Regions from separate parts of the Capsicum annuum genome. Here region 2 is linked to region 1. The links are chromatin contacts, called in public Hi-C maps. All regions are on one chromosome and are shown on one strand. Each heading gives the region's core, a stretch centred on a gene start, on an enhancer-like site or on the middle of the called end of the contact. The rest is flanking DNA. Distances are from core to core; before and after follow the strand shown. Region 1 has its middle 11 kb from the start of LOC107879172. Region 2 holds the start of LOC124886590 (zinc-finger homeodomain protein 9-like).

What was found. A called contact is a pair of places that touch in the nucleus more often than the background predicts.
Region 2: a Hi-C map of leaf shows a contact between it and region 1, with 2.7 times the contacts expected there. The contact joins the promoter of LOC124886590 here to the enhancer-like site in region 1. A contact is called at or near these places in 2 of 5 Hi-C or Micro-C datasets (leaf and placenta).

Annotation. Positions count from the first base shown.
Region 1 is chr8:52,871,312-52,878,218 of UCD10Xv1.1, forward strand. No RefSeq gene overlaps it. Among protein-coding and RNA genes, the nearest start is that of LOC107879172, 11 kb to the left of the region's middle. Within about 2 kb of position 2,585, at least 4 of the 5 cell types and tissues checked have an H3K27ac peak or open chromatin away from gene starts, as enhancers often do. A contact at or near this core is called in leaf, where this site is marked.
Region 2 is chr8:53,042,468-53,048,561 of UCD10Xv1.1, forward strand. LOC124886590 (zinc-finger homeodomain protein 9-like) reads left to right here and starts at 2,776. Exons shown (of 1, transcript XM_047395417.1): 1 at 2,776-3,556. The coding sequence starts at 2,776. The coding sequence ends at 3,171. It also overlaps the pseudogene LOC107839046.

The sequences.
Region 1 (6,907 bases), core at 1,335-3,834:
TTTGAACCGTCGCAATAGGTGTGGAAGAAACCGTCACAATAGGTATATCTATTGCAACGGTTTTTGTAACCGCTGCGAATGTCGTTGCGATAGCTCTATGGCAACGGTTTTTATACCTATCGCAACGATTTTTGAACCGTTGCTATAGGGGTAATTTCTGGTAGTGATAGTTGGCTAAAGTTGTGGTGGTACCAAAGAAACTAGATAAGTTCATGATGTGTGTAGACTTTAAAGACCTAAAAAAGTCATGTTAAAGATTCCTTTCCCATCCTGGACATTGATGACATGATTGATAATATGACCGAACACGAGATAATGTGTTTCCTCGATACGTACTCTGGGTATAACCAAATCCATATGGATTTGGAGGATCAAGTGAAGCATCTTTTCAAACTAACCATGGAACCTTTTGTTATAGTGTAATTCCATTTGGGCTAAAATATGTAGGTACTGCTTACTAGCGCTTAGTAAACCACATGTTCGAGAGTTGAATAGGAAAGACAATAGAGGTCTACATCAATGAAATATTCGTTAATTCAATGAAGGCCAAGAACCATCTGGAGCATCTCAAAGAGGCTTTTGCAATATTAATAAAGTATAACATGAAGCTAAATCCTGAGAAGTGTGCCTTCGACGAAATTCCTGGGTTTCCTCATGTCAAATAGAGGGATAAAGGTAAACCTCAACAAATTTGGGCGATTGAAGACATATTCGATATTATGGATGGCATAAGGGAGTGTAGAAGTTCACTAGGTGGGTCGTACCCAGAACCATTTTATATCAAGGATTTTAGAACGCTGCCACTATTTTTTCTCACTGAAAAAGAAGAATATGAAGTTTGAATAGACTCTGCAGTGTCAGCAGGCATTAAGAGAATTAAAGACTTACCTCTCTAGTTCACAGTCATTATTTAGGCCTAAGGGTTGCTACTAGTATACGTGGTTGTATCAAAGGTAGTTGCCAACACCATATTTGTTCGAGAAGAAGAAGGTACACTATCTTATTTATTATGTTAGTAAAGGTTTAATTATCACGAAAGTTTGATACTCGCACTTGGAAAAGTTTGCTTTGGCTCTTGTGGATGCTACTTGCAAATTACAACCGTATTCTTAATGTAACCCTATAGCGATATTCATGACATATCATCTCCAGAATATGCTCCACAAGCTAGAACTATTAGGACAAATACCATAGTGGGCAGTCGAGTTAAGTGAGTTTGACATCAAGTACAGGCCTTAGAATGCTATTGATTCCCGTGAACTAAAAAATTTTGCTACAGATTTTAGCCCAGATATGACCCCCAGGTTAAAAAGGAAGATGTCTTAGTTGAAGGGCACCTATACGTGGACCTTGTACACTAACAGGGCTTCTCATAAAAAAGGCACATGCCTAAGCATTGTTTTAGTAACCCCAAGGGAGAAACTAAGGCATGCAATCAGCTGCATCCCGCTTACTAACAATGAGGCCCAAGTATCAGGCCCTTCTTGTAAGTTTATGTTTGGCACAAAGCATGAGATTTGAGGTAGGACTTATTTTCTGTAATTCTCAATCAGTCGTGAACCAAATCAAGGGAGATTTTGACATGAAGGATGAATGGATAACAAGGTACGCTGCTTAAGTGTGTAGTCACTTGTCCTCTTTTAGAAATGGATCCTGGAGAGGATCTCAAGGAGGAAGAATGAAGAGGCATATGCTCTAGCTATATTGGGGTCTGCAACCAAGGAAGATGATGTCGCGAAGGGAACCATAGTCCAGCTATTGTACTCAGAGCTGAAGGTCCTAGATCAAGGTCAGGTGAATCATACTAGCCTCATATAGGACTGGAGAAATGACCTCATAAAATATTTATAGGATAGTACAGTGCCCACTGATGCTAACACATATCAGATGCTTAGGACCAAGGTAGAGAGATATTATTTGGTTAATAGAAACCTTTATTGAAGGTCCTATATGGGACCCCTCACGAAGTACCTAGACCCTGGGGAAGCTAATTATGTGATGAGGGTGGTGCATAAGGGGACATGCAGAAATTACTTCAATGCAGATTCAATCGCAAACAAGATTGTACGGGCAGGGTACTGTCCCACTATGGACAATGATACCAAGGAATTTGTCAAAAATATGACAAGTGCCAACCTTTGGCTCCCCACTCCATTAGTCAAAGGAAATGATGCATGCCATCTCTACCCCTTGGCCTTTTATGAAGTAGGGCATGGAAACCGTAGGGACTTTCTTTCGATCAAGTCAAGTTTTTACTGGTCATGAATTACTAATTCTCTAAGTGGATGGAGGTCAAGGCATTCAAGCAAATCCAGGAGTGCTAGTTCATAAGCTTCATTTGGGATTAAATACTCTTTAGGCTTAGGATACCTATGGAAATTGCATATGATAGCAACATCGAGTTTGTGGGAGCAAAGGTAGCAGAGTTCCTGCTGGAATGAAGATAAAGTGCATAATTTTGGCTCCCTATTTACCCTAATATGAATAAAAGGGTGGATTCAATGAACAAAATGGTCATGCTCAGTTCAAATAAGAGATTAGAGAGCACCAAAAGTTGTTGGGTTGTGGAGTTGCTGGGAGTATTATGTACACACGTACTATCATCAAGTCTAGCGCAGGAGAGACCCTTTTTTGCTGGTATATAGAGCGGAGGCACTAATACTAGTAGAGGTTGGTGAACCAAGCCATCAATATCCATAGATCACAGAGGAAGCCAATAATGACGCTCTCAAAGCAATTCAGACCTTTTGAAGGGATGATGGGAGATCATCCTCAGACATATGAGGGCACACAAATAGAGGATGGATATGTACAATTATAAAACCAAGCTTCAATACTTTATCAGGAATTGGTGTCCAGAATGGGAAGGGTGGTAACAAATAACTTGCATCATAGGAAAGGGGTCCTATCAACTAGCTGATCTCAAAGGTAATATGTCAATGATTGGAATCTGTCCCTTTCGAAATTGTATTATTGTTTATCGGGGTGCCCTCACCAATAATGTATAATTTTCCTCCTTCCAGTGGCTTCTTTTTTCACTTATAAGTTTTTTTGGCTGGCAAGATTTTTATGAGGTTGGATTCAAAGGAGCCCCTGAGGCACATTTCTTAGAGGGTAATATAGAGTAAAGAGTGGTTCGCATGACCAGGGATACTATAGCGAGTGCCAGGAAGGCTTTGAGCTTACTTTCTTTTTTTTTTATAAAGAAAAATTCTAAGCGCAATCAAAATAAAAAGCCTTTGAGCTTACTTAAAAAGAAAAACTTTGTTTTAGTTTTTTCTTGTATAACGATCACACCACAATAAGAAGATTTGACATTTAAAGTAACCGAGAGACGTTCTAACTTATGAAAATGGCAAAAAACCAAACACTCCATAAAAAAGGGTGGCGGCTGTTACCAGCTGATATGAATTTTGCTTAAATGAATAAGGTAAACTATTTACTCCTACCCCATACTTACATATAAATAATACGATATGGACAATAAGGTATCCAGGACTTAGCCGCTCGATGTTTCAACACATCATGCCCTTCTATCATAGAGCCCAACTTTCTAAAAAAAAGGAGTGGGCTTGGAGGCATAACTATAACAAAACTGGTTAGCATCCATAACCAATCATCAAATATGAGCATAAAAAAGTAATGGATCCAACAATCTATCTAAATGAACAAGTTCAACGGCAATGCTCATTATTTTATGCATATATAATAAATAAGAAAAGAAAAAGATAGTTGGAATACCAAACTCCATTACAAATAGGTTTAAAAATAAAATTAATGAGAGTACAGTAAAAAAAGGGGTAAAATATGACGAAACACAAGGGCAGATCTTGAAAGAAGCCGCAGAGGCTCAGAGGAGCTTGGCCGAAGAGTCAGGAGCTTTCTTAGAATTGCTGCCCTCAGACGAGTCATCTTGTAAAGAAGTGACCGGGGGTGGGGTGAAAAGGTTAGTGGAGATTGGCTTGAATAGCCGCTCAATCCGTGCTAAATTCCTCCTCAATTAAGAGAGGCATGTCAGATACCTTGTCGAGGAAACTCAACTTCCCCACAAGATCTTACCTCAGATAGCGCTCATAATGTAGTTCCTCGTGGACAAGTACTAAGTTTGAATTTTCCTTAGCTTCCACCTGAGGGACCTAGCTTTTCTTTATTTTCTAATAAAAGGCATCCCTGAACAACCCAAGTGAGCTGGACCCCCCTCTAAATGGTTCTACTTCAGCCTAAGCAGTCGTTGCTTCAGTAGCTTTCTCTTCAAAATAACTGTAGTTAAATAGAATCTTGGAGGACCTGATTAGCCCTCACTTCTATAATTTTCACTTTATCGGCTAAATTTTCATCCTCGAGGTTCAAGTGGGATTGAGACTCATTGTTTGTGGAAAAATGGTCCTCCAAGTTGTGAACCTTTTCTTCCACGGCTATGACTATCTCCTTCAACTTTCCTACCTTGGCTTCCTTTTCTTCTTGAGAGAGGTCTTCAAACATAAACATATAAGCATATTGTGCTCAAAACACACGCTTTGATACCAGGAGGTGTGAATAATTTGTGTGGTAAAATAGATCTATTATAAATAGAATGAATCTATTTTTATTTGTGCGTGATTATTTCTTTTAACTTCTTAAAATATTTTTATTTTGAATTTATTTATGTTAGTTTTATTAATATTTATATCTTGAAGGTGATTATATGGTAATTAGTTAAATGCATAATTCTTCTATATTGTTTTGAAGGTATTCTAAATATTCTATATCTTTTTTTTTTCAAAATATCTAATTAGATTATCTTTCATAAGTTTTTCTAATAATATTATTTCTTCCATATTTTATCTCCAATATTTTAAATATTCATAGCTATCATTTTATTCTGTAGTAATTGCAGAGTTACAAATTTCTGTATAATAATTTATCCTAATTGTACTGTAATGTCTATCTAATTCTAGATTTTCAATGCTATTTATTATCTTGTGTTGTTCTTCTCGTAGCGAGATTTTTTTTAAATTATATAAACTATCACATGTACTTTTTCCTAAATTTTTTAGGGTTTCTTTTATCCATATTAATTTTTCTTTTAGATTCTCCATTATTTTTCTAATTCGGTTTCTATAATTAATTTCTTCATTTAGATTATCTTGATTTTCTCTAGTTTTTCTAATATATTCTAACATTTTTTAATCTGAATAATATCCATCTGGGTAATTATGCAGGTATAACTGTTCTATCCAATTTATAGTTTCAATTTCATAGTCTAATACCTTTTCTAATATTATTCTCTTAATATCTATACTTTCTATATCTCTAAGTATATATAAGATTAAGATTTTAAGATTATTTATCATTTAAAATTGGTTAAATACTTTATTATAATATTTTTCAGTTGTTTGTTTTAATCTCATTAATTCTTCTATATTTTCACTAAGAAATTGTATATATTTTATATCTATTTTTCAAAATTCTAAATATACATAATTTATCATAGTTAGTGTGTGGATTTGGCATGTAAGTATTTATAAAAGTAGTTCGGTAGGTGTGACATATAATTAATTCTAGTCATAAAATATCTATCAAATATTTTTTCCCATATGATTTTTCTTATATCCACTATTTCTATATCCTTAAGTGCATATAAAACGAGTATTTTAAATTTATATATCATTTCGTCAGATTAATAATTATCTAGTTTTCATAAAATTGCTATTTTCAAAATATTCCCTTCAATCATGGACATAACAAAATATGATCACTTTAGATTGCTATATACTAGATTATTCTTAAATAACATATTTTTCGGTCACTATTAGCATGGTAATCTAGATACTTTTCCCTTAAACAACGCCTCTACTCTAGTTACTCTCCTATCACGACTTTCTTGCCTCACCGGTTTCACCTTTAGGATGGCATAGTTCTTAGTGATTTTTCTCCTTTTCCACTTTGCTAATAAACTTCTTAATATGTTATTTTTTGAATAATTCTACTATAAAGCAACTAACATGAACTTATTTTATCATATCATGATTGTTAGAAATTTATGAATTTAGCTATTCATAATAATAAATGAATATATCTGTTCTGGTAGTTTTGATAATTCTAAACTTTGTTCCTCCATAGATTTTTCCATTGAAATATACCTATTTTTTAAATAATCAAATTATTTATTGTAGACAAGAGAGAGTTTTTTGCTTCAATCGTATGAAGGTTTGCCTTCCTCTGAGCAAATGCTCTTCTATTTATATTTTTAAGAAAACCCGTAAACGTTTTACATTTTTACATCTGTCCTAATCTATTACCTACCTACTTTACAAAAGTCTTTACACCTATCTATAAAAGTAGAAAAACTTTACAAAGGTCCTAAATTATTTCTACAAAAGGACAAAACTTAGTAATGACATTTTGCCAAAAAGTCAAAAAGTAACTAATAATTTACGTAAATAAATTAAAAAAGATATCTAATTTTTCATATGTCATTTTCTAGCATTAACTTGTCTTCTTTATGTCACTTCATTAACTTGTCTTCTTTTTATTATTGCTCCGTCTTTTTTTATTACTCTGTATCTCCATTATTGCTTTATATCTTGCATTTTTCAGCTGTTGATTTCTTCTTTTATTCCAGTTGAACTTCTGGGATAATATTGTCTTCTCCATTACATTTTGAACATTGATGGTCTGGATATTTATGTCCAATTAATTTACAATATCTGGTTAATAATTCTTCTGAAATAATTTTTTCTCTAATGGCTCTGGCGATAGGTTTTTTCTCTGGATTGAGTAACGTCAAGATCCATTGCCTAACGTCTTCCATATCTGTTTCTCGTAGTTCCTTTGAATTTGAGTATACTATTACATTACCTCTTGAATAATAACTCCATATGGAATTTCTGTTGCGATAAGTGTTTGCTAACTCTTGAAGAATTGT
Region 2 (6,094 bases), core at 1,526-4,025, 170 kb after region 1:
TAAATTTTAAATTTCAGATCCTCAACATTCAAACATCAAAGTTCAATAATAGAGTATTTAAACTTTTGAAATCCCTACTAATTGATGATGTATGCATTTATATAACTGGAGATGGTGAAACAATTGTGTATTTTTGTAGCTTTATAAGTTGAAAGATGTTTGTATTAATTAACGCATGTTTGAATTTTGATATATGTATAATGTACCAGACGTCATAAAGAGAGGAACGTTACCGATCAAATGAATTGGGAGGAGCATACGTCTTCCTTTAGGATATTTTTCATTATAGGTTGTCTAAGTTTTGAACTAAAAATATTAATGGGAGCTTGATCTTGTTAGGGTTTTTGCCTGATTTTCTTATCAAATTTAAGTTCTATTTTTCTTAGAAGAAAAATAAAAGTAATACCATAATTATTTTTACTTTTTCTGAAAGCAAAATATAAATTTTTTTCATATTTGGCAAATTTCTTTCTTAGAGGAAAGATTTTGGAACTATATAAATAGACGATCCCCTTATCATACCATAACACAATAGTATCTATAATGTAGTCGTTTAAGAGTTTTATTTAAGAGATATCTTCTCTCAATTTGTTTTTATGCTTTTTAATTTAAGTTTTTAATATGTAGGTCAATTGGCCGAATCATATCAATAATATGTTTTTAGTATTATATTTTTCTTTGTCGTCTGAATTATCACCATGATGGTTTGCAATTAATAGCTTTCGCATGACGCCCTCTCGATTTCGAACTCAACAAGTGGTATCCGAACCCACGGTTCAATGATTCGATGGTCCAATTATTGAATAAAGTTGCAACCAATTTGATGATAGTGAAAATAATTTGTCAAAATAAAACTACATGTTGAGATAAATTGTCAATCATATTTTCAACAATCCTGCTGTCATATATTTGAAAATAAAGCTAACTTTTAACTCTGTAAAAAAACTTTAATATTTTTAACCCGAAAAGAGCTGATATATTTTAACCTAAAAAGGCTTTTAAAGCATGTCAAACAACAGGGATATATGAAGAATATGTGAAGAACGAAGATTATGCACCAGAAGGAGGATCAGGAATATTTTGCAGAAAATCAAGTCAAAAAGGAGAGATTTGTTAGGGTTTTTGCCCTGATTTTCTTACCAAATTTAAGTTTTATTTTTCTTAGAAGGAAAATATAAGTAATACCCTAATTATTTTTATTTTTTCTGAAAGAAAAATATAAAACTTTGTCATATTTGGCAAACTTCTTTCTTATATGAAAGATTTAAGAACTATATAAATAGACGACCTCCTTCTCATACCATAACACAATAGCATCTACAATGTAGTCGTTTAAGAGTTTTATTTAGGGGATATCTTCTCTCAATTTATTTTTATATTTTTTAATTTAAGTTTTTAATATGTAGGTCAATTGGCCGAATCATATCAATAATATGTTTTTAGTATTATATGTTTCTTTGTCGTCTGAATTATCATCATGATGATTTACAACTAATAGCTCCCGCATGACGCCCTCTCGATTTTAAACCCAACAGATCTTGCCACTAATAAAAAATTGGACAAGTTACACATTTGGTCAGTAAGCTAAAAAGAATTACGTATGCTAGCCAAATATATATATAAAAAACTATACATTTGCTAGTATTATTTTTGGGCGGTTATTTATGCCAACTTCTCTAAAGAAGTCGTTTGGCAGAGTGCATTAAAAATATAATGGATACATTAGTTTTATGTATTATTAGTATCTTATTAAGTACACTTTTTTAACTTATGTACAATATTAGCTATACACTTTATTTGGTATTAGGACATGTATAATTAATACTCCATTTTTTAAAAAAGAATGACCTTTTTTTAATTCATTTAAAAAAGAATGACTCTCTTTTCTTTTTTATTTGTTTCAAGAAAGAATAACTCTTTTCCTTTTTTTTGTAATATTTTAATTTAAATTTTTTATGTGGCAGATATTTTGATACATTTGACATAATTTTAATTTAAAATCATAAAATTCAAAAATCTTCTTTATTTTCTTAAATTTCGTATCAAATCAAATTAGGTCATTTTATTTCAGGGAAAAGACATATTCCCCTCCCCCATCCTAAAGTTGCAAGCAAAACTCATTTTAGCCATTAAACTTCACCTTTATTTATTTACCCCGTATAAACTTTAAAAATATATTATATGGCTCCCTTAATGACTGATGTGGCAAAAAAAATAGAAGCGCATTTTAATAAAAAAAAAAAAAAAAAAAAATTAAAGTGGACCCACTTTAAAATTCTCACCCATTATATTTTTTTTCCTTCTTCCCGACACTCCACCCTATATTTCTTCTTCACACCCCACTATAAATCTAATCATCTAGCTAACTCTCATAAGACAAAAAAGATAAGAAGACAGTGTTAAATGTTTCAGCCATGGACTTAACCAACAACAACAACTTGTAACACTCTATCTGATCTATTTTTATAAACTGATTTTCTCTTTCAACCTTTGCCTCTTCCACTTCTCTTACAAGATAAAAAAATTATGGCTTTCATTGCATCAATAGCAACAGCAAAATCAATTCCTTGTGACACCAGCGGCGGTATACCAATATGATGAAAAAAATTCTAGCATACAAAAATTCAATTCAAACCCAAGCCTTGGCAAAGGCTGTTCGACATTGGGTAAATTTTTTGATCTAGTCTCTTTTACATCTACTGATGTTTCTTTATTTAGCAAAGACATGTCATCTATTGCTCCTAGTTTGACCTCCTGTACAATTTGAAGTAATGCCTCCAATTTCGAGTGAAGCCTTTCCCTTGGAGTAATGGTGTACTTAAAAGGAAAAATCCACTTCACCATCAACATCATCACCTTGTTATTTACAAAGAAGTCCAAGAACCCGTTGTGGTTCCTCCTCCGCCCATCGCCACCGCCGTTCTTGAGTACCAACTTCACCACCGCCACCATCTTTCTCCTCCAACTCTGCCTCTACCGCTGTCGTTGCCACCGCGTGATGGGGACCACAGTAGTCCGAATTCTCCATCTCCACTGCCGATTTCTTATGCTTATTCTAACGGGAGAAAGCGTTTTAGGACGAAATTCACTCCAGATCAGAAGGTGAAAATGCTGGAATTTTCAGAAAGTGTTAGGTGGAGAATGCAAGATCTGGTGAACAATTTCTGCTAGGAAATTGGAATTGAAAGGGGGAGGGGGTTGGGGGGTGTTTATAATATATATATATATATATATAGTATTTTAGAAAAAATAATTTATTTATGTGGCTTCTGACATGGCTCCAACATGGCGTGAATGTGATGCACTCTCCATATTGAGAATGGTATAATTTTTTAGGGTGGTAAAAAACTTATATAAAAGTTATTCGGGGGTAAATACAGGGGCGGATCTACAGGGATTCACGGGTGGCATGACACCCGCAAACTTCGATCGAAAATTTGTGTGTATATATATATATATATATATTGAATAAAATTGGTATATTATTTAAGTGTCACCCAATGCAGTGGTTGAGGAAGTAGTGTCAATGGCAAACACGTTGAAATTTCACGTAGTATACCAGAGTTCAAGTTCAGACGCCAGCAGTATTTTGTTACTTTTTGTTCGTTATTCTATTTTCTATAAGTTTTTTTTTCTCTTGACTTAATTTTTGTTTGACTCTTTTTTTGGGTAATCTTTGTTTAAGAATTTTTAACTTAAATGTGGAACATAATTAAAGATTCCTTCTTCCATCAAATTTATAGTTAACCTCTCCTCGTAAATCATAATAATGATGCTTGGCTTGATGTTATAATTTCCTAACAATAGAATTGAGAATATTCATTGAATGTTGGCAACTATTTTGTACTTTCACGTTGACTGATTCAACTCTTGTTTACACAATTTATAGTAATAACGACAATAATAAAAATAAATTCGGTGTATTCCCACATAGTGGGGTTTGGGGAGGGTATAATGTATGCAGTCCATACACTACCTCCGGCGAAGTAGAAAGGTTGTTTTCGATAGTATTTATAATATTAATCACATTTTTATTATTTGATCTATTTATCTATACAAATTGAAAAGACAAATAATTAAATCAAAATCCAAAGTCTATAAAATCGATAAAATATTTGTCTTATTTGGGGCAACGTAAATAGCAAAACGTAAAGCAAAAAATTAACTGATTTTCAACTGAATTCGTAAAAATTAGGTTCTTTGATAATGTTTCAATGAAATTTTTCTTCAAAAATCTCGTACTAACAAGCCAAATTCCAATGGGACACCCATAAAAATTATCCTTTTTGAGTAGTAGCTTTAACATTAAAAGTAACATGGCACCCGCAACCTCGAAATCCTAGATTCGCGTCTGATCATGTATATGTAAGAAAATGTATTCATAATCATAGGTATGCTATGTATAAGATTTAACATAACATCATTTATATCAATTTTATACATAGCATAATTATTCTCATAAGTGAAATAACATCAAGCCTACAGAGAACCCCAATTAAAATACATCACTATAACTGAAGTTGTTACAAATATGGTGTATACAATAATTATGTATATGGATTGAAATAAAACCTAATACAATTGACAATGTTGTATATATATACATAACTCGCTATGTATCAAAGTTTAAAAAAATAGACTGACTTCACTATGTATTCCATCCATTTACATAATAATGTTATGCATGTGAGCTAAAATAACAATATGTCTCGAACGATTATCCTCAATCCTATAGATAGCCATGATATGTATCAGGATTAAAGTAACAACAATTGATACGTTACGGCTATGTATAATAATACGAAAATTGAAAAAAATAAATAAATTCAAACACAAAGCACTGCACCTTGTTATTTACCTATGCTTTCTTTTCCACTGCCACCACCACCACTATAACCGTAGTCAATTCGCCGATTTTAGGTTTTTTCTTGATGAGTTCTGATCAAATTTTATAAGCATAAAGAATCCCTTAAGTTGTTGAAAAAATGAATGTTTTAAGTGCTTTTGTAGTTGGGTTTTTGGTTTTCTTGATGTTCATTGAACAAATGAGATTGATGGAGACTGTTAATGTGTCATTAAGTTTAGTTTGTCCAGTGAAATTTGTTAAAGATTCGATTTTTGGGGGGTTTCAAGATTTGACTTGTCCATTAGAGGAGTTGATGTCGAGCAATTTTAGAAGAACGTTTGTAAATTCAAAATTTAAAAACTTTTTGATTGAGGTTTCTTGATTTTAGACATTTATTAAGCGTAGGAAAAGATAAGGTGAGATATATATATGCAATTTGGAGAGAAAAAGTATAAAAAAAAAAATTTTATGATTATTTTTGCTAGTTGAGATTTTATGTAATAATAAAAACTTAAATTGTAGATTTAAATAATTTTTTCATAAAACCATTTTATGTCAATTATCACCCCCACTGGATTTATTGTATTTGGGCTCTAGTCCAAATATGTACTGCACACACATAGGTAGGCCCTTATATGAGCCCAATTTCATTCTCTCTCTCTGACGCTCATGGTCTATTTCAAACTATTTCTCTCACAGTCCGATCTATTCTCCGACGACTCCCGAAGAGGATCTATCTTAGTCAGAAATTCAAAATAGAGTATTGATATACTTATTTCGTTTCATAATAAATGAATTATTGAATTTTAGTATACATATTAAGAAAAAAACATTACAACATAAATTTAACATAATTTTTTATTTTTACCAAAAAAAAAAAAAAACTAACCTTATAATATCTTTCTAAAAGTTGATTAGTTGTCAAATTATAAAGATAAATTAAAAAAAAATTAAATAATTTACTTATTTTGAAACATCAATAAAAAAAAATCTCAATTTATTCTAAAACGGAGGGAGCATAATAATTTTGGCGACTAAAGTTTGCTTGCTTGTTTTCACTACTATTTTGCCAGATCTCTCATTATGTATTTTGTGGATCAAATGAGGACACCGCTTTTTTTTTTCCGAAAAGAGAACAATTAAGATTCGATTGCATATACTAGTTTTCTGATTTCCAGGGTTGATTGATCACTCCAACTTATGCTCCCTCCGTTTTAAAAAAATGAACTACTTTCGTTTTTGTCCCCT